4 separate regions of the Pan troglodytes genome follow, and all the other regions are linked to region 4. A link is a contact called in public HiChIP or PLAC-seq data. All regions are on one chromosome and are shown on one strand. Each heading gives the region's core, a stretch centred on a gene start, on an enhancer-like site or on the middle of the called end of the contact. The rest is flanking DNA. Distances are from core to core; before and after follow the strand shown.

Evidence for each region. HiChIP or PLAC-seq counts read pairs in DNA pulled down with a chosen protein or histone mark.
Region 1: an H3K4me3 HiChIP or PLAC-seq map of stem cell-derived excitatory neurons shows a contact between it and region 4, with 2.8 times the contacts expected there. The contact joins the promoter of ZNF337 here to the promoter of ABHD12 in region 4. A contact is called at or near these places in 1 of 7 Hi-C or Micro-C datasets (stem cell-derived neural progenitor cells) and 1 of 1 datasets of contacts at active chromatin or transcription factors (stem cell-derived excitatory neurons).
Region 2: a contact with region 4 is called in an H3K4me3 HiChIP or PLAC-seq map of stem cell-derived excitatory neurons, with 4 times the contacts expected there. The contact joins the promoter of ACSS1 here to the promoter of ABHD12 in region 4. A contact is called at or near these places in 2 of 7 Hi-C or Micro-C datasets (blood and stem cell-derived neural progenitor cells) and 1 of 1 datasets of contacts at active chromatin or transcription factors (stem cell-derived excitatory neurons).
Region 3: a contact with region 4 is called in an H3K4me3 HiChIP or PLAC-seq map of stem cell-derived excitatory neurons, with 4 times the contacts expected there. The contact joins the promoter of VSX1 here to the promoter of ABHD12 in region 4. A contact is called at or near these places in 2 of 7 Hi-C or Micro-C datasets (blood and induced pluripotent stem cells) and 1 of 1 datasets of contacts at active chromatin or transcription factors (stem cell-derived excitatory neurons).

The regions. Positions count from the first base shown.
Region 1 is chr21:32,239,290-32,245,529 of NHGRI_mPanTro3-v2.0_pri, forward strand. ZNF337 (zinc finger protein 337) reads right to left here and starts at 2,882. Exons shown (of 5, transcript XM_003316857.6): 1 at 2,745-2,882. LOC134809147 (a long non-coding RNA gene) reads left to right here and starts at 2,887. Exons shown (of 3, transcript XR_010154122.1): 1 at 2,887-3,081.
Region 2 is chr21:31,584,226-31,591,132 of NHGRI_mPanTro3-v2.0_pri, forward strand. ACSS1 (acyl-CoA synthetase short chain family member 1) reads right to left here and starts at 3,554. Exons shown (of 14, transcript XM_001149851.7): 1 at 3,039-3,554. The coding sequence starts at 3,369.
Region 3 is chr21:31,608,873-31,615,998 of NHGRI_mPanTro3-v2.0_pri, forward strand. VSX1 (visual system homeobox 1) reads right to left here and starts at 3,134. Exons shown (of 5, transcript XM_003953696.2): 1 at 2,595-3,134; 2 at 359-437. The coding sequence starts at 3,018.
Region 4 is chr21:31,923,015-31,929,791 of NHGRI_mPanTro3-v2.0_pri, forward strand. ABHD12 (abhydrolase domain containing 12, lysophospholipase) reads right to left here and starts at 2,353. Exons shown (of 13, transcript XM_016937585.3): 1 at 1,974-2,353. The coding sequence starts at 2,164.

The DNA of each region.
Region 1 (6,240 bases), core at 1,632-4,131, 320 kb after region 4:
AGAAGAAAACTTTACGCAGGTTCCTGGGAACAGATCCTGAGTGTGGGCATCGCAACAGACCCTGTCCTGACATGATGCTAACACTAAACACAGCATATCCTGTCGGTGCTTCCAGAATAAGGAAGTGTTGATATTCATTATAATATTTAACACTTATTGAGAATTTAATATATGCCAGGGACGGTTCCAGGCACGGCACAAATTTTTCTGCATTCAATCTTCACAACTGTCCTATGAAGTGACTATTACCCACCAATTTCAGATGGGGAAACAGGCACAAAACATTTAAATGCCTTTGTCAAAGCAACACAGCCAAGAAAGTGATAGAGCTCGGGTTTCAACTCTCACTGTAAAGGACTATGTCTTAACCAGTAGGCATGGCTATGACATTTCTCAATGAATCTGCACAGGTTAGGAGGGGATCTGGGTCAAGCTAGATTAGCTTGCAAGGTCATGAGGTATATCTTGACTGATGGGTCTCTCTACTTGGGGGTTCTGCTGACAATTTTTCCATAATGAAATGATTAAAATCAGTTATTTGGATGGTCAGTCCACAGCCCCAGAGACATTTAAAAAAACTGCTGGGCCCAATGGTTGCTGTTACTCCCACTCCAATAACCGAGGAAGCCCTACCAACCTGGTGAGGCCTAAATTCACCTTTTTTCCCTTGCCCAAATGCCTATCTATGAGGCTTGGGGAATCCTGCCCGAGAAACCATAAAATCTCATCAGATGAGTTTTATTACTCTTATATAATGAGGCTCACTTTCCAACCTGACTCTGGTACAGCATCACATGACAGCAGATGCTGAAGGAAATTATTTTACCCCAAAATATACTTCTTTGACATGTTTTGAAGTGGCTGCCGCAGGGGCAACAGATTGAAATGGATAGCCCCGCAAAGCTATCTTTAGTGGGAAAATTTGCATCCGCAGCGAATCTCCATTAATGCAGCCAGACCTCCTTTGTTCTAAGCCTTTCCTAGGTCTGGAAGAGACAGCCAGCCTGACGCGCGGTGGCTCACGCCTGTAATCCCAGCACTTTGGGAGGTAGAGGTGGGTGGATCACCTGAGGTCAGGAGGTCAAGACCAGCCTCAGCAACATGGTGAAACCCCATCTCTACTAAAAATACAAAAATTAGCCAGGCGTGGTGGCGGGCGCCTGTAGTCCCAGCTACTCAGGAGGCTGAGGCAGGAGAACTGCTCAAACCCGGGAGGTGGAGGTTGCAGTGAGCTGAGATCACGCCACTGCACTCTAGCCTGGGCGACAGAGCAAGACTCTCTAAAAACAAAAAGAAAAACACAAAAAACTGAAAACAGACATTTACCATCTATTCTGAGAGTTGCCAACTAAGAGGCTTCTTTGATCTACGCAATCCCCTTAACTCTGGCATGCTTTTGATTCCAGTCTTCAGGCAGTAGCTTAAGTCTCTCAACCAACTGTCCACTAAAGAATCCCTAAGTGCCCCCATGAGGTGTAAACCCGTTTGGAGATATACCAGCTTTTTGGGAGGAACCCGTGTATATCTTTCTCTTATTGATTTATGATTTTCTTTTTGGAGGCAGGATCTCGCTGTGTTGCCCAGGCTAGCGTGCAGTGCAGCCAACATAGCTGGTTACAGCCTCCACCTCCTGGACTCAACTGACTGGGCCTCCCAAGTAGCTGAGGCCACAGGCATGGGACACCACGCCCCGCTAATTTTTTTATTTTTCTAATTTCATGTAGAGACAGGGTCTTGCTGTGCTGCCCAGGCTGCTCTGGAACTCCTGGCCTCCCAAAGTGCTGGGACTACAGGCATGAGCCACACTGCTCAGCCTGATTTATGACTTTACCTGAAATTCCTGTCTCCCTGAATTGTATAAAATTAACCTGCAAGCCCGACCGTCTCGGGCACTTTCACAGGACCTCTTGAGGCTGAATAACCTGGGCCACAGTCACTCATACTGACTAGGAATAAACCTTTTAAAATATATTTTGGCAGAACCCGGATTTTGCCGTCATTAGCAAGGCCCCAGGGAAGAGGACACCTGGGTCCCCACAGCCACCTCACCTCCCGCGGACGCTGCCCCACGCAGAGCCCCCCTCTCCACCACAACACGTCTAGACGTGCCCGTGCGAGGACATTTGGTCCCGGCCTACACTCCTATCCGCGGAAGATCGTCCCAAGGCGGGGTGCTCCCAACCCAAAGCAGCGGCCCTTCCCCAAAACACGCGGGCGAAGTCCTCCCCTGTCCCGTCTCCCACAATAAAGTCTGGAGCATCAGAGTCGGAGGGAACCCGAGTCGGACCTAGCCCATCCGTCTCATGGCTGTAACCCCCACCCCACCAGTGGACCCTGGCTGTGGCCGAATCCCCCTCCACCTCCGGCCAAAAGACCCCCGTGGCAGCTCGCTAGGCCGCTGGCCCGTCCCCACCCGAGGAGCGGCGACCCTGGCACAAGAGGACCTGGGTTGCTCGGCGCCCCTGTGAAATCCGGGCTGTTCACCGCCCGAGCCGCCACTACACGCAACCGGGAACGGAGACTGAGTGGCGGCCCAGACCCGGGGCGCTCGGCAAGCCGCAGCCCCACCGCCCACTTCAAGGCGCGGCCTGGGTCTCCGCCCCTCCCCAGAACGCGGAGACGCCGGGCCTGAAGGAGCGCGCGCTACGGCCCCAGCAGCGCCCTCACGTCCCAGGCCTTCCCGGCCCTTCTTCCTGCACCGGAAGGGCGCGCTGCAGAGAGGGACCCGCAGGAGCGCAGCTCACCAGGGCGGCTGAGGGCGAACCGAGGCGGTGAGGTCACCGATGGTGGACCACGCACCTCACGGCTCGCTGACGCCCAGGGATCTGGAACGCTCTGCGCCACCCGGGACTACACTACCCAGAATCCTCAGCGCGGCCGGGACTACGCTACCCAGCATCCTCGGCGCGGCCCGGGGGCTATGCGACCCTGCGCATCGCATCCCCTCGGTGGACTACACTCCCCAGAGTCCTCGGGAGTCGTCCAGGTACACGCCCCAGAATATTGGTCATAGCGGTCCACCCGGGACTGCGCGACCCGGAATCCGTGGAAGGACTTCTCGGAAGGACTCCTCTCTGACAGGTGGGGCGAGCCTATGGTCTTTTGGACGTGGAGGGATCCTTTCAGAACCGGCGATTTCTTTTATTTAGGTAGCCCTATACATACATTAAGCATATTTTCCCATTTCTATGATATAGGTAAATAATTTAACCACTGTCTTTTGATTATGGGTATGTCTTTTCTTTTTCTTTTGTTTCTTTTTTTTGCTATGTAGTACTTTTGATCTCTGATTTTCCTACGGATTTTGTGGTTTTATCATTCACATTTAGATCTCTCAATGGTTTAATTTTTCTCCAGGTACACACTGTGAATATACACTTATTTTCAAAATTTTCTAATATTTTATTAATTTCCCATTAAATTTATTAAAAATATAGTCTTTTACCAAATAATTTAAGGTTTCAGCTACATAATTCAGTATACTCAATTTACATTTGCATTTCAATTTCTAATTGTTCCCCCATTTATCTAATTATGCATCAATGCCAGAATTCTTTCATTATGTAGGGTGTATAATATGCTGATATCTTTTGTGGCTTGCCAAACCACATAGACTTTATATTTCAGGCCTTTACTAGGTATACTTGCTGTTTGCTTTTTCTCTTTTGGTTTTTAAATTTTTAATTATTCTGGATAAATATTAGTTGTACATATTTATAGGGTACATGTTATGTTTTGATACAGGCATACAGTGTTTAATGGTCAAATGAGGGTGATTGGGGTATCCATCCCCTCAAGCATTTAGCATTTCTTTGTTTTAGGAAGTTTCCAATTCTCTCTTTTATTTTTAAATATATAGTAAAATTGTTCTTAACTATAGTCACTGTAAGGGAATCTTATTCATTCTAACTGTATTTTTGTACCGATTAACAAGTCCCTCTTTATCTCCTCTACCCACCATCCTTCCCAGCCTCTGTTAACTATCTCATTCTACTCTCCATCTCCATGAGTTCACGTTTTTAGCCCCACAAATGAGTGAGCACATGTGGTATTTGTCATGCTGTGCCTCATTTCACTTAACATAATGTCCTCCATTTTCATACATGCTATTGAAAATGACAGAATTTCATTCTTTTAATGACTGGCTAATATCCCATTGTGTTTATGTACCACACTTTCCTTATCCATTCATCTGTTGATAGACACTTTGATTCTATATCTTTACTATTTTGGATAGTGCTGTAGTAAACATGAGAGTGCAGATATATCCTTGAAATACTGATTTCCTTTCTTTTGGATATATACTCAGCAGTGGGATTGCGGGATCATGTATATATTTATTAATTCTTTTGAGGAACCTCCATACTGCTCTCCATAGTGGTTGTACTAATTTACATTCCTAACAACAGTGTATGAGGGTGTATCCACATCCTCACCAGTATTCACTATTGCCTGTCTCTTGAATAAAAGCTATCTTGACTGGGGTGACATTATATCTCATTGCGGTTTTGATTTACATTTCTCTGATGATTAGTGGCATTGAGCATTTTTTTCATACACTTGTTGGCTGTTCATATATCTTATTTTGAGAGATGCCTATTCAGATCTTTTCTCCATTTAAAATATCAGATTGTCTTTTTCCTATTGAATTGTTTTAGCTCCTTATATATATTCTGGCAATTACTTTCTTTTCAGATGGATAGTTTGCAAATTTTTTCTCCCATTCTGTGGATTGTCACTTCACTTTGTTGATTGTTTCCTTTGCTGTGCAGAAGATTTTTATGTGATGTGGTCTCATTTGTCCACTTTTGCTTTAGGTGCTTGTGCTTTTGCAGTCTTACTCAAGAAATCTTTGTCCACACCAATGTCCTGGAGTGTTTCCCCAATGTTTTTTTCTAGTAGTTTTATAGTTTCAGGTCTTAGATTTACCTTTAATCCATTTTGATTTGATTTTTATATGTGGTGAGGGGATTGCTTTAGATTTCATTCTTCTGCAAATGGATATCCAGTTTTTGCAGTGCCATTTATTGAAATGACTGTCTTTCCCCAATGTAAGTTCTTTGCACCTTTGTGGGATATAAGTTGAACTATAAATGTGTGGGTTTATTTCTGGGCTCTCCACTCTGTTCCATTGGTCTGTGTGCCTATTTTTATGCCAGCTTTTTGCTGTGTGGATTACTATAGTTTGCATAATTTGAAGTCAGGTAATGTGATTCCTCCAGCTTTATTACTTTTGTTCAGGATGGCTTTGGCTATTTTGGATCTTTCATGGTCCCATATAAATTTTAGGATTAATTTATCTATTTCTGTGAAGAATGTCATTGATATTTTGATTGGGATTGCATTGAATCTGTAGACTAGGTGGAATGGACATTTTAATAAGATTAATTCTTCTAGTCCAAAAACACGGACTATCTTTCCATTTTTTGTATCCTTTTCAATTTCTCTCATCAATGTTTTATAGTTTTTGTTGTAGAGATCGTTCACATCTTTGGTTGATTTTATTCCTAGCTATTTTATTTTATTTGTAACTTTTATAAACAGGTTACTTTCTTGATTTCTTTTTCAGATTGTTTGTTGTTGGCATATAGAAATGCCACCCATTTTTGTATGTTGATTTTGTATCCTGAAACTTTACTGAATTTCTTAATCAATTCTAAAGTTTTTTGGCTGAAGTCTTTAGGTTTAACTAAATATAGGATCATATCATCTGCAAACAAGGATAACTTCACTTCTTCCTTTCTAATTTGAATACCTTTTATTTCTTTGTCTTCAGTAATTGCTCTAGCTAAGATTTCCTAGTACTATGTTGAATAAAAGTGCAGAATGTGGGAATCTTTGTCTTCTTCCAGATCTTACAGGAAAGGCTTTCAATTTTTCAGTATGATACTAGCTGTGGGTTTGTCACATATGGTTTTTATAATATTGAGGTATATTCCTTTTACACCGAGTTTTTTTTTTTTTGAGTGTTTATTATGAAGGGATGTTGAATTTTACAAATGCTTTTTTGGTATCCATTGAGATGATCATATGGTTTTTGTCTTTTGTTTTTTTGATATGATATATTACATTTATTGAATTACATATGTTGAGCCATCCTTGCATTCCTGGGATGAATTCCACTTGGTCATGATGAGTAACCACTTTAATGTGTTGTTGAATTTGGTTTGCAAGCATTTTGTTAAGGATTTTTGTGTCTCTGTTTATTGGAGATATTGCCTTATAGTTTTCTTTTTTTGT
Region 2 (6,907 bases), core at 2,304-4,803, 340 kb before region 4:
AAGTGTTAAATAAAATGTATAGGAGGCCACTGGTCTGGACTGAGCTGCATGAGGCCCAATAGATCACACAAAAATGGAGTCACTCTTGCTAAAGTGTGGTGTCACCAAATGGAAACTAAGTTGTTTATCCGGCCTTCTAAGAAACAAGGAGAGTGAAAGATAGCTAAATCTCCAAACAAGCTGGCATGATAAGGGAGCTCCTTCCACTTTCACGTTTACAACAAAAGTAGCTTTGAAATAACCAGTCCACTTTTTGTTCTCCATGTCTGCATTCTTCAGCCCCTTCTGTCTATAAAACCATCCTCCTCTGTTCAGCTCATCAAACATTCCTTCTGTTTTGTGGAATGGGGTGTTTCCCAATTCTATAATCACGAATAAAGTGAATTAAGGTCTTTAAACTAAATTTGTCCTAATTTTGCCCTTTGACATGAGTCATCCCCATCAGGCCCTGTCCAAAGTCCTGACCCACAGACTATGCGAGGAATATAAAATTGTTGTTATCTTGTGTCACTAAACTTAGGAGTGGTTTGATGTACATCAATAGTAACTAGGACAGAATTCAGTTACATACTGCCCTTGTTTTACAGATGAGGAAACATGCAAAGTACAGTACAGGGAAAGCAAGAAATCAACCCGAGTCATGATTCTAAAGACACCTGGATCCACGAAACTGTGTTTCGCCATCCACAGCCCATTATTTGCTTGCTGTTTGTTTAATAGGGCCAAGGCCAGGACACTAATCCCAATTCTGTTTTAGAAGTGCCTTCATCTGCCCTGGTTTGAGGCGTACAGGCCAGTGGTTCTCAAGCCCGAGTGTCCTCTGGAGCATCTGAAGGGCTCATTATAAACACAGGTGTCAGGTCCCACTCCAGGGTTTCTGATTCCAGATGTCCAGGATGGGCTCCAGAATTTGTGTTTCTCAAAAGTTCTCAGGTAATGCTGATGCTGCAGGTCTGAAGACCATGCGTTGAGAACCACTGGTATTCTTGAGGGGGTGAGGTGAAGCTTTCTTCAAGAGTGATATTCCTTTGGAACAAGCCATCTGACTTTATCACACACAGCTGACAGATCAGACCAAAGTGTTCTCATCCATCCCACGACTTTCTAGATGCTCCCAGAAGAGTCATGGCCTGGCCTGGCCCTTTTTCATACTGTCCCCTCTATGGTTTGCAGACACCGGCAAAGGAAAGAGATATTGCTGACCCATGAACAGGAGGGCACGCACATCCCAGGGGAGAAAGCTGCTGAAAAGCTGTTTTTCAAGTTAGTTTTCTGAAGCTCAATTTCTGGCTAAGGTAGCCATAAAGGCCATATTATCAGAAGAAATAAGTGAAGGAAAAGGAGACAGAAGAATGCTTGCTGACCACACCCTGATCCTGACCGAGCGAGGTTCAGAAGGTCCTTGCTGTTGGCCCCAGGAGGTCCGCCCCACTGTCTTATCTGAGTGGGGCTGCAAGTGTGCACAGGCCAACTGTGAATGTTCCCCATGACCTTGGCCTCACAAGTCCAGAGCAGGTCACTTTCCACCTCTGTCCTTGGGCAAGCTGCTCTAGTCTCCTTCAAGGACACATTGCCCCAACTCTGCAAACCAAAGGGTTTGGTTTTTTTCCCACTAGTTCAAGGGCACTTGCTGCTGACTCAATGTTAAAGAAAACACTTATCTAGTAAGTGACTCATTTTAATTAAACCAGCAAAGTAATATACAATATCGGGGAGGGGGGGAGGTCCAAAGTTCCTTCCAATTTCTTTGAAAAATAACTGCAAGACACTATCTATAATTGTATGACTATTTCTGAAGTTATCTAAAATCGCTACTGCTTATGGGTCACCAGTAAGCGCTGGGTCTGCTGCACACCTTGCAGCACTCAGCCTAACCTCTGAGCATGACTGCCCCCATCCTCACAATGAGGAGACTGAGGGCTGGGGGGTCAGAACAACAAGGACAACTGAGGGAGGATTTGGAGAAAATGGGGCCCTGGTGACCCTGCCATAAAGACCCGCAGGTCCTTTCTTAAACACTCCCAAATCCAGCAAGCTGGTTATGGCCACCCTTCTGGTCTGCATCCCTCTGATCAACACCGTGTCTGCCAGCCCCTCCCCGCAGGCCCCACACCCAGGCCCACCCTGCATCCGGAGCCCACCTCGCACTTGGCACCCACCCTGCGTGGCCAGCCCTGCCTGCAGTTCAGGGCCTCCCCCTCGCTGCCCAGTCAGCGCCTTAGGTGGGGGCGAGGGTGCTGTGTACGACCCCCAGCCCCAAATCTTAGCAGAGCAGCAGGGCCTCTGCTCAGCAAGTTCCAAACAACTGACCACCGGTCAACTGTTTGGGGCCGGTTTCCCGGGACCTCAGACCCCGCGGGTCCAAAGCAGGCCCCAGGTCGCTGGGGTGCAGTTCTCTGAGGCCGAGAACGAGAACGGGGAGGCCGCCGTTACTTCCTTCCCGCCCACAGGCCCCAGGCCCCAGGCCCGCAGCGAAGAAATAACTGGTTCCAGCTGCCACGCCGAGTTTCCTCCTCCCCAGGTCGCCCGCCACAGCTCTGTTTGTTTACGTGGGCAGGGCTTGTCCCCAGGCTGATCCCCGGGCACCGCAGCCCGCAGTGACAACCGCCACCGCTTTGTTTTTCCCTCCACCCCGGTATGGGAACGGGAAAGCCCCGACTCCGGGGCGCTCGGGTGTAGCCCGCGGCTCCCCGCCGGCTCTTGCTCAGCGGCGCTATGCACCCGGTAACGCAACTCTGGAGTCCGCCGAGCAAGGCGCCGCGCCGAGCAAGGCCAGCAGCGGGGCGTCCCAAGCGGCCGCCGGGTCCCCGCGGGCGCCGGCCCGAGCTGGGCACGTGGATCTGGGGCCCGATGGGATGAGGGACGGGGTGACGTGGAGCCACTGCTTAGAGCGGGCGGGGCGGACGGAATACCGGAGGAGGGGCCCCTGCAGGGCTGCGATCCGCGCTGCCCGGGGACGGCTGCCGCTGGCGAGAGGCTCCGAGTCCCCTCGGGACCCAAGAGTTGGGGGCGTCCTGGGTCTCCCGAAGCCCACTCACCAGAGACATTTAACTGGCCTCCCAGGAACCAGCCGATCTTGCCAGAGCTGAAGTCGCAGTCCCAGACGGTGTGGTAGGGGGTGTCCCACACGAGAGTGTCCCGCGCCAGAGACCCCCAGAAGGCGGCCGGCTCCCGGGCTGCCTGTGCACTCAGCGCGGGATACGAGCCTGGCTGTGCTGCTGCTGCAACTGCGGGAGCGCTGCCCGAGGGTCCCGAGGCCGCCCTGCGCGGCGCGCTCACCCCGCACGGCGGCCGCGCGGGCTGCCCCGAGAGCCCTCGCAGGCTGCCCAGCAGCCTCCCGACGCCGCGGCCCAGGGTGCGCGCCGCCATCTAGCCAGACTACCTAGCTCTCTGTGCTCCCAGAGTGGGTGCCTCACGCCCGGGGCGCCCCGTGGAGTCTCCGCGGGCCCCGCCCCTGCTCCGCCCTTCGGCCACCATCCATTCCTCCGGGGCCCCCTCCCGGAGCCCGCCCGGGTCCCACCCCTTCTTCTGCTGCCCGGGAGAGGGGGGGCCGCTTAGGAAGAGGGGAGCAGCGTGGGGAAGGGGTGCGGGGGAGCGCGGGGCGGAGCAGGGTCCCAGGCCCTGGCCCAGGCGCTGCGCTCCGGCGAGTCTGCGGTCCCACCCGGACGTTCCTCGCGTCGGCCTGTTTTGGTTTCAGTTTGCACGCTCTCCTGCAAGCCCCGACAGCTTCTTCGAGCTGCCAGAGGCACGTGCGGCCCAGGACGCAGGCTCAGGGCCTGGGGCGAGGGGACCCTCTGGGATGGGGAGGAGGCGGGAGGGAGCCCGCACCAACGTTAAGGGGGCTGGTGCACCCAAGCGCACTGGTGGGTCCCAAGACAATAGGTCGGTCAGTTCCGCATCTCAGAGGCTGAAGCCAAGGTTTTCATGCCTTTGTGCGCCCCTGAGAGTGAACCCCACCCCTGGCGTCTCAGCGGCACGCGAAAGGGGCTGGCGGGGAGCCTAGAAGCCAGGAGGCTGCGCAAGCCTGAGTCCGTGTTCTGGGTCCCATGCTCCAGCCCCCCAGCTGCCGGCCTCCGTCCTGGCGGGGGTCACGTCCTGCTGGGGGTCGGTGGTGGGTGATATGGGGCGATGAGGACTGTCTCCAGTTGCTGCAGCATCTGTAGCCTGAGTTCAAACTCTGTGACCTTGAGCAAGTTCCTTAACTTCTCGGTGCCTCGTTTTCCTTTTGGGGAAGACGGAAGTAATGTCTCCCTGGGGGGCGGGGACGGCGGGGGTGGGCAGCTGCAGTAAGGAATACATTGGACAATGTCTGTCAAGCGTCTACCCTTGCGTGGCCCCATAGTAAGCTCAGTAGTGGGGATGATGTTTTTGCAGCTGTGGAGCCAGGAAGGACAGAAGGAAACGTATAAAACTGGTCTCCACCGAGTTCTTAAATATTTTGACACCCAAGAAGTAAATTCATAACAAACGGGTAAACACAGGGAAGAGAGATTTTGGAAAACTGGTTTATTGAGTTCTTTGTGATGGGAAAGTTTCTTTCCCTTGAGCTGTAGGGCTTGCAGAGGGGAGGAGCCTGCCATTGGAGGAGCCTCTGCGTGGGCTACCCACCAGCCCCTGCTGGGGAATGCTGCTGTCTGCCAGAGAAGACAGGAGTGTACCTAGAGCTGGAGAATCAGTGACATCTACTAGCATAACACATGCCCTGCACAGTGCTAGCGCTTGACCTGCATTTTCTCCTTTGTTTATTTATTTATGATACTTTTTTAGAGATAGGGCCTGTAGCCCAGGCTGGAGTGCAATGGTTCCCATCACAGCTCACTACAGCCTGGAACTCCTGAGCTCAAGCGATCCTCCTGACTCAGCCTCCTGAGTATCTGGAACTACAAGCGTGTGCCACGGCACCCGACTAGTCTACTTAATTTGAAACTTATCTAGTGCTGTCCATTCCCACCAACTGTCAAACTCCAGGTGGAAATAATGAGGAAACTGAGCCCAAATAAATAAAAGGACTTACTAAAGAGCATGCAGCTGGCTAAGGGAAGAGCAAGACTAACACCCAGTGCCCCCAGTGGGGAGCTCGTTGGCCTAAGTTCATTTGAATAGAATATTAAAGACACCCAGTACAGGGCACTGAGAGGCAGAGGTCAGTGAGTAGTAAAATTGTAAACTGAGAAAGCTCCTAACTGTGGCAGGGGGTCCCAAAGACGGCCACCAACTCTTCCTTCCCACGCCTGCACCGCCTGCATGTGATGGTGTGCTGCTCTGTCCAGAGGAGGCCCTGGCTGGCTGGATTGCTTTGGCCAGTACAGCCTGGTGGGAGGGATGCTGTGACAGTTCCATGTGGAGGTCCTGAGAGACCCCGTAGCCCCAGCTTGTCCTCCCATGGAACCCAGCTGCGAGCTGTGAAGAAGCGGGGCTGGCCTTCCAGAGGAAGGGACCCAGGGAGAGGATGAAGCTGTCCCATCCACAGCCAGGACCAACTCCCAGACAAGAATGACGCCAATGTGGAGGTTCCTGTCCCAGCCAAGGCAGCCTCATGAGTCACCCCAGATAACACCTGGGATGCAAAGGAACCTCCCAGTCCACTTACAGAATTGTAGAAGGAATAAATTTAAGCCACTAAATTTTGGGATGGTTTGTAACTCAGCAGTGGTAACTGATATAACAACTGAGGCTGAAAAATGCATGGTTCTTTCACTCACTGACTATTGCCTCTCAGTGCCCTGTACTGGGTGCCTTTCTTCTCTCTGCCTTCCAAGTGTTGAAGTGCCCAGGAGCTCAGCCCTCAAATCCCCCTTTCTCCCCTGCCCCCTAGGAAACAGCAGCCAGCTCTCTAGCCTCTCACTTTCATATTGACACCTCCCGCCTGGACCTTTCCTCCACATCTCAGTCCTGTATTCAAATGTCTCATTCACATTTGAAACATACCAAGTCCTGGGATTCTTCCCCACAACACGGATCTTCCATGTCAGTGAATGGAAATGGCATTTTCCTGTTGTTTGGGCTCATACCCTTGTCATCCTAGATTCCTCCCCCTCACACTCCACATGCAGCCTGTCAGCAAATCCTGTGGCTCACCTTCAGAACACCTGCAGCACTAACCTCTTCCCCCATCACCATCCCCTCCTGCTACCATCCTAACCATACCCATCTCTTTTAGGATTATTCAGTAGGCTTCAAATTGCTTTCACCCTTGCCCCTGACAGCCTAACCAGCAGCCAGTGCAATTCCTTTAAAACAAGAGTCAGAGGAACTTGCTCTGGAGCTTGGAACAATCCAAAGGCTCCCCAGTCTCCTCAAAACAAAGACCATATCATTCCCTGGCCCACAGGCCATAGCCTCACTACTCAATGTGTGGTCCATGGGCCAGCAGCATCACTTGGATACTTTGTAGAAATGCAGAATGCCAGGCTCCATCTCAGACCTGCTGCCTCAGAATCTGCATCTTAAGCCCCAGGGGAGCTGCATGCACATTCACGTTAGAGAAGCGTTGCCCTCCCTGATCCAGTGTACCCTCTTCCTCTGCTCTCACTCATTGGGGCTCCAGCACATCAGCCTCCTCCTGTCCTTCCCATCACCCAGCAGGCTCCCACCTCAGGACTGTCACACGATGTCCCTTCTGCCTGGAATGCTCCACCCAGTTGTCCACAGAGACTCCCCCTCACCTCCTTCAGGTGTCTTCAAACATCCCTTCATCCAAGAGCCCTTCCTTCCCTGTCACCTACATAAAGTTATACCTCCGCCCTCATTCCCTAGTCTCAACCCCTGACTTGATTTTTCTCCATGGCTGTTACTTATTAGCTCTGTGTTTATCTTCCTAGTCCTCCTACCAGGAGGGAGCCCTGTGAGAGAAGAGACCAGCTATGCTGCTTGTGACTGGGCCTGGCACCAACAGCCACCCCATGGA
Region 3 (7,126 bases), core at 1,884-4,383, 310 kb before region 4:
CCCCACCTCTGAATGATTAGCTGATGTAAAGTCCAGAAGTTTGATTCAAATGAAAACAGTTCTTTAGCTCTTTCTTAATGAATTCCATCAGCTCATTCTGACAAAATCCATTTGACAGATCCACAAAATTGTCTTTAAAATGCTCCCAAAAAAATGCTAGCAAGATTGTAGCATTTTCCCAGCCTCCTAGGAACTGCAGAATTATCTTCCCAAATGGCTTCTGCGTCCTTCCCATTGCCAACCAGGAAACCACTGGGCCTGCTATCATGCCGGGCCATAAATTCTCAGATGCAGATGCCATAAACCTTGGGCTGTGTCCCGAGGAAAGGCAGGCAGAGGGGACTGCCTGGCCCTATACCTGTGCCGCCGCTTCTTCCTCTTGCCCAAGGTGGGGGATGCCTTTAGGTCATTCCTGTCTTCAGACTGGCTGTCCTCATCTGATGGCACAGAAAGACGAAGAGGACTTTAAGGGTGATCATATCCCCTCTATTTCCTGGATTTTAATGTGAGGATTGAAGTTATGAACCTCTTGGGTACTTAAGTAGTTTACAGTATGAGCTAGCATTTTTAGTGCCTACTAGATCCCAGGCTCTGTGCTTAACACTGTCCATACATTATCTCAAGTATTCTTAATATAATAATAAAACACCAAAATGGCTGCTATTATTATCATCCTATTTTTACAGATGAGGAAACTGAGGCACCGAATGGTTAAGTAATTTGCCCAAAATCACACAGGTAGTAAATGGTGAAGTTGAGAATTCAAATCCCAGATTATCTGAAGCCAAAACTACTCAGCCACTGATTGCACTTTCTATCCCCACACTGCTTCCAAACACATCCACCCCTATGCCCCCAGCCTCATCATCTTAACCTCTACACCAACATTTCCCAAAGGAAGTCTGGGGCTTGTGACATCAGAACCCTCGTCAGAACTGCACCCCTTCCCTGATGCACCAAATCAGAATCTCTGGAGGTGGGATCTAGGAGGCTCATTCTTGACAAGTGTGCTCAGATGATGTGTAGTTGCCCTTGAAAATTTGAGAACCACTCCACTGTGCTTTACCTTTTTATACCCAATACATCAAAAAGTCTAGATGGAAAAGAAGGTTAGAAGACCAAACTATTGTGAGATTCATTGCTAGAAGGCATAATTGCCTCAAAATATCTTTAAAATGAATAAAGGCAAAAATAACTAAATAATACTAGTTTTACTCGTCCATCAATTAGTTCACCAGAAACCTGGCTTGGATTAAAACATTCTGTATTGGGCTGTCCAACCTGATGAGACATGAGACACATAAGGTTATTAAGCACATGAAATGTGGCCAGTAAGATCAAGACATGCTGTAAACATAAATCACTTAATGGAGTTAGAAGACTTAGTGCTCCTAAAAAGTAAAATATTTTTGTATTGATTATGTGTAAAATGATAATATTTGCTATCATTGTTGGGTTAAAATATAGTATTTAGATTCATTTCACTTTTAATGTGACTGTGAGAAATTTCCGTCAAACATGCAATCACATTTCATTTTTCTTGGACAGCGCTGCTCCAGAATTTCAGAAATGCTGGCAGAGTTGGATTTAGCTGCCTTTGGTTTTGTAAGAAAGAACCCATCCCATGAAAACAGTTTTTGCATTTTTAGTGACACTAATAGGGAGTTTCATTTTATCTTACGTAGAAGCTCATGAAATAAAGTCCTTTTAGAGTGGAGCAAAAACGTGCCTGCCTATTGATCTGACATGCTTCCTTTTAGTATCAGAAGACCCAGTCTACTCTTTTTGCCTTGGCTGCCTGGATGCTCAGCTCTAGATTCTACCACATACCATCCTTTCTTGTGTAATTCTTTCTTTTCTCTCCCACACCCAAAACCACTCGTTTCCTTAGCCCTTGTCCTTTATAGAATTTCATTGCTTCCTTCTCTTTCCCCGCGACCTGTCTGGATTTCTTTGGGGAAATGGGTAGGCCGGGAACACATCTCTAGGCGTAACTACAATGAATCCCCAAGGTTGCTTCTTTCTCCTGCACAGGGGACTGGGAGGACGCTGCGCCGGCAGAGGAGCGCGGTACCCGGGACTCTCTTTTCAGCACCCCGAGGGGCGGACAGTTCCAGGGCTCGAGGCCCCGTACTCTTCAAGGACCCGTCAATCATTCGATCATTTCCGCCCGCGTTTCCACCTGGTACCTTGTTCGGTGCTGCTGGTGACCACCACAGGCCCGGGCCTTCCCGACCCACGCAGCTGCCAGAGGCGGAGACTGGCGCCTGGCGCTGGGGGGAAAAAAGGCCCTCTGGAGATGGTTGTTGAAGACCCCAGGGTCTCATCAAAAGGTTCCACCCGGAACCAGGTGGTGGCGGTCTCACATCGCTGAGGGAACAGGACCCCGGATGAGAGGCAGGGATTTGGGATGCAGCAAGGGGCAGGCGGCGCAGCTCCGCGAATGCCCCTCCCGCGACGGGGCCTCGCTCTGGGCTCCCCGCCTAGATCTGGGCCGCTGGGGCCAGGGGTGCGGTGGGGCGATGGTCTGTGACCCCTGCGCGGCTCAGAGCCTAGGGGACAGGGGCAGGAGCGGAAAGCGCGGGCCTGATTACCGGACGTGGAGACGCTCTCGCTGCACTTCTGGCGGCCGAGCGCAGGCGGCGGACGGCTGGGAGCCAGCGGGGCAGCGGGCTCGGGGCCCCTGGGCGGCAGGAACGGCACGTCCGCTAGGAGCAGGCAGGGCGCTCGAGCGGCCGCCGGCGGCTGCGTGCCGAAGCCACAGAGGAGGCCGAGTCCCAGCGGTAGGGCCCCACGCGCCAGGCTGGAGCCGTCAAGCCCCGGGCCCGGGCACGGCGCGACTGCCGGACCCTCGCAGCCAGATCCCTGTCCTGGGCCAGCGGGCGCCGGCAGCTCGGCCTCCAAGCCCAGCAGGTCCGTGATGGCGAAGCCCCGGGGGCGCGAGCCCCTAGGGGAACCGCCAGGCACCAGGGCCCTGCTGCTAGTGCGCCCGTCGGAAAGCGAGTCCCGGCCGGTCATGGTTCCTTAGCAAGCAAGGCGCGAGCCTCTCTGGATCCCGTTTGCGGAGGGCCCAGCTTAGAGGAAGCTTTATAGGATTGGGCTGCCGGTCGGGCGCGGGAGGCCTGAAGGGCTCCAATCAGCTGGGCGCGGGCGCGTCGCCGTTCCGGACCCCGCGAGATGGGGACGCCACCAGTTCCCCTCCCCTCGGTTACCGCCCACCCAGCTGCAGTCCCCTCAGTCACCTCCTTCTCCTCCTCTCTTCTGTCCAGCCCACCCCACCCCACCCCCATTCTAGGAGGGAGGGGAGGAAAGAAGGTAAGGGACAATGACTCCGCTGTCTGCCTGTCCCTCTAAAAGTCGCAAGTTCTACATCCTGGCGTGGTCTTCTCCTTCCTTCCAGACTCTCTGGGTGGAGGCCCCACTCCCAGCTGCCCTGAAGCTTCTTTGATGCGACCCAACTGCCTATTAAGACCTAGGACCCCATTCCCAACCACACCCCGATGGCTACCCCCTATATGTCCCCAGCCAGCCCTCCACCTCCGCCGCCAGTGCCACGAAGGCCTTCCTGTAAGAAGGCCTTCTCTGAAAATCCCCAAGGGGAAAGGAATGAAAACCGTGTATTTAATCCATGGTCATTCTACCTCCATCCCTTTAATCCATGGTCATTCTACCTCCATCCAAATCCACCCCCAGGTCCATCCCCAACACTCCACGGGCTGAACTGTAGGGGGTGGCAGACTCACAAGAGCTGGGGAAAGGGAGAGAAGCAGAGAGAGGAGTGGACTGCCCGGGGCTGAGACGGGCAGGGTACCAGGTTTAACCAACAAAACACTGTAGGCTCAGTGAAATGTGATTTCAGATAAAAAAGGAGGGCTTTTTTTTTTTTTTTTTGTAGGAGTATGTATCAGTATTTTATCCAGCAACCCTAAATTGGGGAGGAGTGGAGGGAGGTAAATTGAAATAAAATAGAGTCTGTCTACTGGAAAGCACACCTTTTCATCGGGGCTTACAATTTATTGTCCAATTTCACGATTATTCAAAGAAAGCCTGATTCTTTGAATAATCAGTGAAACTCTGATATTCGCTAAAGTTGGCCCCAAGCACGTGGGTAAGTAACTCCTGGTTCGCGCTTTGAACCCAACCAGCCCTCATCGCTCGGAGCCCTGCGTCCCCCTCTTCCCAATCCCAGAACCCCGGAAGCAGATCTCCTCAGTCCCACTCCCTGAGGGTCCTACAGTCCGAGGTCCCGCAGCGAGGGAGGAGCAAACGCCTGAGCTCCGCGGGAACCCGGCGCGGCTGCCTGCGCGCACGCAGGGACCGGAGCCCGAGCCTGGGCCCTGCAAAGTGGGTCTCCCACTCGCTGCGCGTTCGAGTGGGGCCTCCGCTAAACATGCAGATTAAACAAGGGGCTTCCGATAAGGATAATTACAGGAGGCTGCGCATTGACTTTCCGTTACTAAAGGAAGACCCAAATCTCCCCTTGCAAGCTGTTCCCGGGATTACCAAAACAATCACTTTCCTTTGAGATCATTGTCTTTTGAACCACTCCAGCTCGGGGGAGAACGCTTTAGACGCTGGCGTTGTTTTCCGCTCCGCGAGGAATTTTCCCCCAGATTTATCTCTGGGTTTAGGGAAGGCGTTGGGCATTCGGGACTGCGTAGTCGTTTGTAAATCCGAATTTGGGGTAGCAGTTAAGTGAGATACCTACGCTTCCACACAGTTTGTAGCCCGAGACCGGTCAGGCAGGCAGGGTAGTCGATTCTAAGGTGGCCCGACCGGGGTCGCCCGCGAATGGAAAGCCTAAGGGGCGCGGGCTGACGCGGGCGCCGCGCCTGCAGCCCCGGGTGCCGACCAAGTGGCCTCACCTGGGACAGGTCTTGGGGTCTCCCTCCCCTAGGTCTCCCTGGAAGGTAGGCGATCACGGGAGTGACAGACCCCGAGTAGATAGCCAGTGATCCAAAGACACCAAAAGGCCAGACGGTAGGAGCCCAGCCTCAGACACTCTCTATGGTGACTGCGGCGCCTCGGGAAGGATCGTCTTAAACTCATTTTGCAGGTGAGAGCAACTGGGACTTATTAACCCAGTCACATCGGACACAGAGACGTGGCGAGGGCGACACAGAGCAGGAGACTCAATCAAGGAACCCGTGTTGGAGCTCTAAGGGGACTCAGAGATGCAGAAGGAACGAACTTCTAAGGGGTCTTGCAATTCCTGGACTGGGGCGTTCCTAATGCATCCCGGGACCCCAATGCCAGGGAGGGGCCTGCAGGACCCCAGCGGTGGGCGAGTTGTGTCCTGGGTCACCTTGTGTTTCGCAGCGTGGCGGTGGCAGGAGCCCAGCGCGGGAGGACATTTTCATAGCCTCCTACAGTGAGAAACGCCCCCCACCCGACGCTGCGCTCATCTGTGTCCCCGCTGTTGCCGGGGCTCTGGTATCCACTTGCGCGCCCTACGTGGTGGGGATCCACTCAGAGCCCAGCGTCAAGTTATACGGGCGCTTCACTCAGCGTCAGCCAAGACCAGGGAAGCGCTTCTTGCCGTTTAGGAGACGTCTGCAAGAGATAAAAAGCTAGCCCACGATCCACCCACAATCCTCGTGTCCCCGGGGTGCCCTCGCAGTTGCCAAACCTACGGGCCGCGTTTAGGGGACGCCTCCGCGTCCTGGCGGCCAAAAGAATGGGCTCCTTCCAGCTTCCCCCTCCCGGATACCACCTGCAAATCTATTGCCAGAGGCGCAGCTCCCGCGAACGTTCCCGCCCCGGGCGGCCCCCAGGAGTCGTTTTGGGTCCCTAAATCCGTTGAGGGTTCCGAATCTGTCTTCATCAGCCAGGATTACCCGGGATTTAACTAATGAATAAAGGTTTCTCAGCTCATTATTTTCTAAGGAAGATTTCCAGCCCCTCTGTCGCCGACCGCGAATGTGCCTTGGCAGCGCCAGGCTGAGGTTGGACCTGCTGTGAGTGGTTCAGCAGGCACCCCTCTTGGGCTTCTCAGAGCCGCGGCTGGCCAGGCTGGCGGGATAAAGTGCTCAGACACAATGGGGTGGGATGCCCCGAGAAGGTGAAACGGATCGCCCTGTGAGTCTGCAGAAATGACCCCCACGGCTCCGTTCTTCTGATTTTCCTCCCACCTCTGGCTGCTCCATCTCGGATGCTTTTGTGTCTTCAGTTAAAAGTCCGGGCACAGTGGCTCACGCCTGTAATCTCAGCACTTTGGGAGGGCGAGGCGGGCGGATCACAAGGTCAGGAGTTCAAGACCAGCCTGACCAAAATGGAGAAACCCTGTCTCTACTAAAAATACAAAATTAGCCAGGCATGGTGGTGCATGCCTGTAACCCCAGCTACTAGGGAGGCTGAGACAGAAGAATCGTTTGAACCTAGAAGGCGGAGGTTGCGGTGAGCTGAGATAGAGCCATTGCACTCCAGCCTGGGCAACAAGAGTGAAACTCCGTCTCCAAAAAAAAAAAAAAAAAAAGTTGTAGCAGAGGCTGTTTGGCCCCACCCACCTCCAGCCTGACCCCTCCAACTGCACGCCGCCCAGCCTCCAGTGCCCGCCACATCTTTACCTGGGGACTTTTCTCGACCTTCAGAGTTCACTCTGCCCACTAGCTAAAGGTGCCAATAATTAACACGTGGAGAAATGCGACACCAAACACTGACGGGAATTGCGATGTAAGCACCCCCCACACACACACACACAAACACACCCCTGCACAGAGTGACTCTTAGAGGTGCCTTCTACTCCGCCTCCCAGAGATCCAAGCAGGAGGAGCTTTAGTTACTTGCTGATGATTGCATTCCATATTGCCTCCTATCTAAATGCTGTTGTGCCTACCCAGACCCCCTTTCCAGAACTGTCGCACCTTCTTCCAGCTGTTGTGAGTGTGGGGCCCTCGAATAGGAAGAATTGCCCTCGGCTGACAAAAGCCCCTTAATCCAGAGCCCCCCACCCCCTGACAAACACACACACTGTGTCATCAACTGACAGAGGGATGATAGGAGGCCTCTCCTCTCGTTTCAAAGGACAGCTCTGCAGAGGCGTTTCTGCTACAAGACCCTCTCCCTTCATGGATCAGACCAAGTCAGCTCCTTGCTCAGCTTGTTCCCACCCCGTCTTGGCCCCTCA
Region 4 (6,777 bases), core at 1,103-3,602:
AAGGATGTCTGAGACAGCCAGCTGGGAAGGAAGACAACCTAACAAATTTGGTCTTCTTTCCCTTTGTTTTGCTTTTTACCCCTAACAGCCTTTTGCTTATCCAAAGGATATGGACACCACTGGAATGTCTCTCTTTGTCCTGACACGAAAATAAAAATTAATCGGGTAATTTTAATACAGTACATTCTTCAAGAAGGTGCCAGGTCGCCGCTGTTTCCCCAAACGTTGTGTAAAACAATTTGATTTTCTTTTTCTTTTTTTTTTTTTGAGACGGAGTTTCGTTCTTGTTGTCCAGGCTGGAGTGCACTGGTGCGATCTCGGTTCGGCGAGATCTTGGCTCACCGCAACCTCCGCCTCCCGGATTCAAGCGATTCTCCCGCCTCAGCCTCCCGAGTAGCTGGGATTACAGGCATATGCGCCACCACGCCCGGCTAATTTTGTATTTTTAGTAGAGACGGGGTTTCTCCATGTTGGTCAGGCTGGTCTCGAACTCCTGACCTCAGATAATCTGCCCGCCTCGGTCTCCCAGAGTGCTGGCATTACAGGCGTGAGCCACCGCGCCCGGCAATTTGATTTTTTCGAAGAAAGAATTTTCCAATTTATCTAAGCGTTATGCCATGTCTGTTAATAAAATTGTATTAAAGTTAAATCATGAGTTTTTAATGCAGATAAATCTTTCCATAGCAAAGAGAACAGATTAGTTTCACAAAAGATATTGATCAGATGCTACATAATTTTACACACAAAGACACAAAACTATCAGTCTCCGCCCTTCTATCAAACCATCGACTTAGAAGTGTCTATAGTTTAATTTCATGATTTTTTTAAGCAATGAAGTTGAAATTCTACTTTTCCTTAGGAGCGATATGCATATTTTACACTCAAGTGGCCAGCGTCAACTAAGGGCATTCCAGATGGTCAAAAAAGAAGTGCCTCTGCTACAACGCCTGAGATCATCATATAGTAACTTCTTCAAACCACCACGAAGTAGCAAGGCTTCAAAAGCTTTTAGGAATGCTACGTTCTACAACAGCCAGATAACTAGGAAACCAGCAGATGGGAGGAGAAATCTGTCCCTATGAAACACGTTCCCATCTCAGTTTTGAAAGTGGCTTTATATAAACGCATTCATCTTCTACCCAATAACCCAAAGGTTATTGAACGCCAATAACCAAACGACTCAGGACTGCGAGATGATTCCCAAGGAGGCGAACTTGTGCGGACAGATTTCAAGTACCACGAACCATCACCAGCAGAGCGAAGGACAGGTTTCCCTCCGACGGCTGCGATGCTCCGAGTCCCTCCTCCCCCTAGCACCCCGCGGCCCACTGAGCCCTTCCCCAAAGGTCCCCGAGTTCTGAGCGACGCACGCCCCCGACCCTAGTTACCGGGGAGAGCCGCCGAGGGCCCAAGGCGCCAGTAAGGCTCCGCGCACGCAGCCCAGCCCGAGGGGCGCCCGCCCGGGCGCTCGGTGTGGGGCCTGATGCAGAGCAGGAGGAGGAGGTCCGAGTGGGCCCCAGCGCTCTCAGGGTCTGGCGCCGGCCCCTCTGCCTCCCGCCTCTGCTGTGCTTGGCGTCCAGGGATCTTCCAAGGACTCCCCACCCCCTAACCCTGCTCTCCCACGCGGGGTCATGACTTCGGGCGGCGCCAAGCCCCCAGCGTAAGGGTCCCCCCGGCTTCCCCGGGAAAGGGTCGGGGTGCAAGGCTAGGCCGGGAGTGCCTGGCGATAGGGCCGGATTAGGACACAGGGGGTCAGCTGCAGGGCAGGGCGCTCCCGCCGCGGTGCCTGGGGAAGGGAGCGGGGGTGGGGCTGCCGCGGGCCAAATGCGGGACACAGGCGCGGACGGGGGCGGCCGCGGATCGGGCGGACGGCCACTCTGGGAGGGGCTGGGAGGTACAGCGGCCCCCTGCGGGACGCACCTGCGCAAAGTGAGGAACCGCCCCCCCCGCCCCCGCTCCGCGCGAAGCCTCACCTGCCCAGCGCCCGCTTCATTCCCGCGTCGGCTGCGCAGCGCGGCTCAGCCGCCGCCGGGCCCGTCAGGCGTAGGTTCTGCTTCAGGCGGCAGTCGGCGTCCAGCGCCGCGGCGGCCGAGCCGGAGGAGGACGAGCCCGCGGCGGCGCAGCGCTCATGCTCCAAGGCGACGGGCTCGGTCCGCTTCCTCATCCCGCGGCCGACAGGGCCAGCCGCCGACGGCGCCCGCTGGCCTCCGCCGCCTGCGCCGCAGTGCCGCCGCTCACAGCCGCCGCCACCCGGAGACCGGAGCCCGGAACCCGCCGCTCCTCACATCCCAGCCCAGGCCGCTGCGCCGGCTACGAACCAGCGGCGGGGGCCCGCCAGCCAGGCCAGCCAATCAGCGCCGGGCTCCCGCCGGCTCTGCCCTACCCCCCTCCCCCGGCCCCGCCCCGGCCACCTCCTCTCTAGTTCCAAGGAGCGCGCGCCCAGCATCCCTGGCGCCACCCGCAGCCATTTTGTGGGAGGGTGGGCGAAGCTGCAGCGGCGCGTCATCTGCAGGGCAGGGCTCTGGGCTCCATCCCCAGGCTGCAGCTGTGCTCGCCCGGGCGCTCGGTGTGAGGAGCACCCGCTCCCGGTCGTGCCCGAAAGGGGTGGCCCAGCGAGGCAGAGCCGCAGCGCTGGGCCCCTCGCGCTTCTGTGAACGGAAACCCAGAGGTAGCAAATAGCAGTTCCGTTCTCGTGATTCTTAATTCTTTTAAAGGACATTACCTTTAAAAGTATGCTTTCCGGTCGTCAGTTTTTAATTTGAAGTAAATGTATATACTGTTTACTTTTGGGCCGAACATCTGGAAATGAACTGCTTGAAAAATTTACTTTTTAAAAACCTGTGTTAGATTTTAGATTTTTATAAAGCAATTAAGACTACCTGATGGGAGGAAAATCCATTTCAAAGATAAATTCGCCCTTATGAAACCCAAATTTAGTACTAATTCAACCCATCCTAGAAAGAGAAAAGGAAAGAATAAAGGGCTGTTTCACAAATTTAGTTTTATAACTTTGGCTTTCTTCAATATGGCCTTAGTTTTACAGATGATCTATAACCAAGAGAGATATTTGCTTATTCCAAAGTAACGTTAGAAATTTCAGTATTTGTCACTTTGAAAACTATTGGCAATTGATAAAGGTCAATTGGAAATGCGTTTAGAAATTCAACAGCTTTTGATATTAGTGTTTTTTTTTTTTTTTTTTTTGAGACGGAGTCTCGCTGTCGCCCAGGCTGGAGTGCAGTGGCGCGATCTCGGCTCACTGCAAACTCCGCCTCCCAGGTTCACGCCAGTCTCCTGCCTCAGCCTCCCAAGTAGCTGGGACTACAGGCGCCGGCTACCATGCCCGGCTAATTTTTTTGTATTTTTAGTAGAGACAGGGTTTCACTGTGTAGCCAGGATGGTCTCGATCTCCTGATCCCGTGATCCGCCCGCCTCGGCCTCCCAAAGTGCTGGGATTACAGGCATGAGCCACCGCGCCCGGCTGCTTTTTAAATTAGTTTTGTAATGATACTTTGAAATTGCAAAATAATTTATTGACTGTATTACTAAGTGTTACAGCCTGCATTCATAATTGTGTCAATATCTCCAGATATACTTTTTAAAAACATTATGGGCCGAGCTCAGTGGCTCATGCCTGTAATCTCAGCACTTTGGGAGGCGGAGGTGGGTGGATCACTTAAGCACAGGAGATGGAGGCCAGACCAGCCTGGCCAGCATGGTGAAACTCCGTCTCTACTAAAAATACAAAAATTAGCCGGGTGTGGTGGCACAAGCCTGGGTGACAGAGCAAGACTGTGTTTAAAAAAAAAAAAAAAAAAGGCTGGGCGAGGTGTCTCAGGCCTGTGAGCCCAGCACTTTGGGAGGCCGAGGCGGGCGGATCACGAGGTCAGGAGATTGAGGCTATCCTGGCCAATGTAGTGAAACCCCGTCTCTACTAAAAACACAAAAATTAGCCGGATATGGTGGCACAACCCTATAATCCCAGCTACTTGGGAGGCTGAGGCAGGAGAATCGCTTGAACTTGGGAGGCGGAGGTTGCAGTGAGCTGAGATCACACCATTGCACCCCAGTCTTGGGGACAAAAGCAAACTTCTGTCTCAAAAAAAAAAAACATTAGCTGGGCATGGTGGCGCGTGCCTGTATTCCCAGCTACTGAACCAAGGAGTCGGAGGTTGTGGTGAGCCGAAATTGTGCCACTGCACTCCAGCCTGGCGACAGAGGGAAACTCCTCTCAAAAACAAACAAACAAAAAAATTAGCTGGGTGTGGTGGCACACGCCTGTAATCCCATCTACTTGGGAGGCTGAGGCAGGAGAATTGCTTGAACCCGGGATGCTGGGATTCGGAGGCTGCAGTGAGCCGAGATTGCACCACTGCACTCTAGCCTGGGTGACAGAGCTGGACTCCATCTCAAAATAAACAAACAAACATACTATGGAATGTAAATTATAAATTCTTTATAGTGATGTAGTAACACATCCTGGAGAGATTGGAAATCTAGGAAATAACTAAAACTTAAAAAAAAAAACACAAAAGAGGTTTTGACTCTATCGCTCACTTCAATTAAAAAAAAAACAGCCAGGCGCGGTGGCTCATGCCTGTAATCCCAGCACATTGGGAGGCCGAGGCGGGCGGATCACAAGGTCAGATCATGACCATCCTGGCTAACACGGTTTCACACCCCGTCTCTCTGATAACAATATAAAAAATTAGCCGGGCATGGTGGCGGGCGCCTGTAGTCCCAGCTACTTGGGAGGCTGAAGCAGGAGAATGGCGTGAACCCGGGAGGCGGAGCTTGCAGTGAGCGGAGATCGCGCCACTGCACTCCATCCTGGGCGACAGAGTGAGACTCCGACTCAAAAAAACCAAACAAACAAACCAAAAAAAAAAACAAACAAACAAGGAAGGAAGAGCTGGAGAGGAGAAATCTGTACCGTGTATTGAATCTTTCTTACAGGCACGAGGCCCTGCCCACACAGTGCTCAACTCTTGGTGGTTGAGCCCATGCTAGTGATGCCCACATTTTTATCATTGGTCCACACCTCTCCTTGACCCTTAGGCTCCTCATCATTTCTGCTCTGATTTCTGACAAGCACCACTTCAATGCTGAGCTCCCAACTCTTCTCCCACCCCCAACTCCATCCATGACCTTCTCTGGTAATTCTATTGCAGTTCCTGGGGCCACAATTCTGGGGTCATCCTTGACTTCTCCTTTCTTGTTATAGCATGTCTATCACCAAGCCTTGTCAGTTGTGCTTTCAAAATCTATGAGAATTTAACCATTAAATTTTACCGCCTCCATGGCCCCCACCCTGGGCCAAACTGCTGTCATCTCTCACCTCCATTATTTGAATAGCCTAACTGGTCTCCTGCCTCCACTTTGCCTCACTTCTGTCCACTTAATTCAGCTGCCACATAGGGTTTTCTTGTTGTTACAAGGTCTAATTCTGTCATTTATTTGCTCACAACACCTAAGTGGCTCCCCATCTCACTCAAAACCCAAGGCTTACAAAAGGGTTTAACATGGCCCTCCCTGACTGTAGAGCACCCGATTCTGTCATTGATCAGGGGTGCCACTTGCAACCTGCATGGACTTAGGGTAACAACAAAGGGTGGTGAACGTGAGAATAAAAGACAAGAGACAAGAGTATATTTGGAAGAAGGGGTCAGGGGGCACCTTGCCTCTAGTGGACAAGGGCCCTGAGCTTTACACAGCCCTCCATATTTATTAGGCAAAACAGATAGGGATAAATGGGGGGTGATTGTGGGGTAATTGTCAGTCGGCTGCTTGGTTCACAGCAGGCTTGCCAGACTGCATCCTTTGAACAATAGATACTAGATTTCTCAGTAGATAACTTCAAGGAGCCCCGTGCCAGGGAGTGAGGCCCTCAGCCAACCTTTTGGTGGCAGGCACAGTGTGAGTTTGCTCACATCCTGCATTCGTGATAGTGATAAACAGTTTACTATTTGATCATATAGCCTCCAGTGGAATGCTGAGTTGATCATGATCCCTTTGGCCTTTTTGGCTCCCAACATCTCTCCCTTTGTGTTTATGTATTAATTGAAAGAATGTAAGGCCAGGCTGGGCATCTCTCATTCTCTGATTGGCAGTCCATCCGATTTTACAGACTATGAGCAGAAGACAGAGACAAAACAGCATGATTCCAAGAACTACATATAAATTGTTAATGTGGTGCTTTAGATAGGTCCAAGGGTTGAGGCTTGCCAGGCGTTGCTGGAATTTGGTCCAGTCTTCTAAAGCAGGCTGAAATTTTTGAGTTTGCTTATTTAAATCAAGAATTTTGTTTTGTAATTCACCAATATCAAAGGTGATGTTGGATGTGAACGCTCCCTGTAAATGGGCTTTCACAAGGTCCCATGGATAGTCACTTTGGTTATATTCTAAGTTGTTTACACAAATATGAGTGTGGTTAAAATGACAATGCAATTGATGCTGCAACTGCAAGCTCTGTACTTTTTCTCCTAACCAAAGGACCGTGGATTTTAACATTGCCACTTCAGTTTGTAACTCAGTGTTAATTTTATTCTGAAGTAGCCACGGTTGGTCAGCTGTGCGCGTCCAGTTCTCCAGGTACTGAGCTGTTTGAATAGAATTATGCAAAGCTACAGAGGACATCACAACAGAAGTTATTAGTGTGACTAAGGAAACAATAGCAAAAATTATGCCTAAGTCTCTACAGACACGATGCGTAAGCTGAGTTAGAAGAAGTTTCACAAAATGCAAAGCAGGTGTGGCAGCCCAAGGTTCGGACAGATT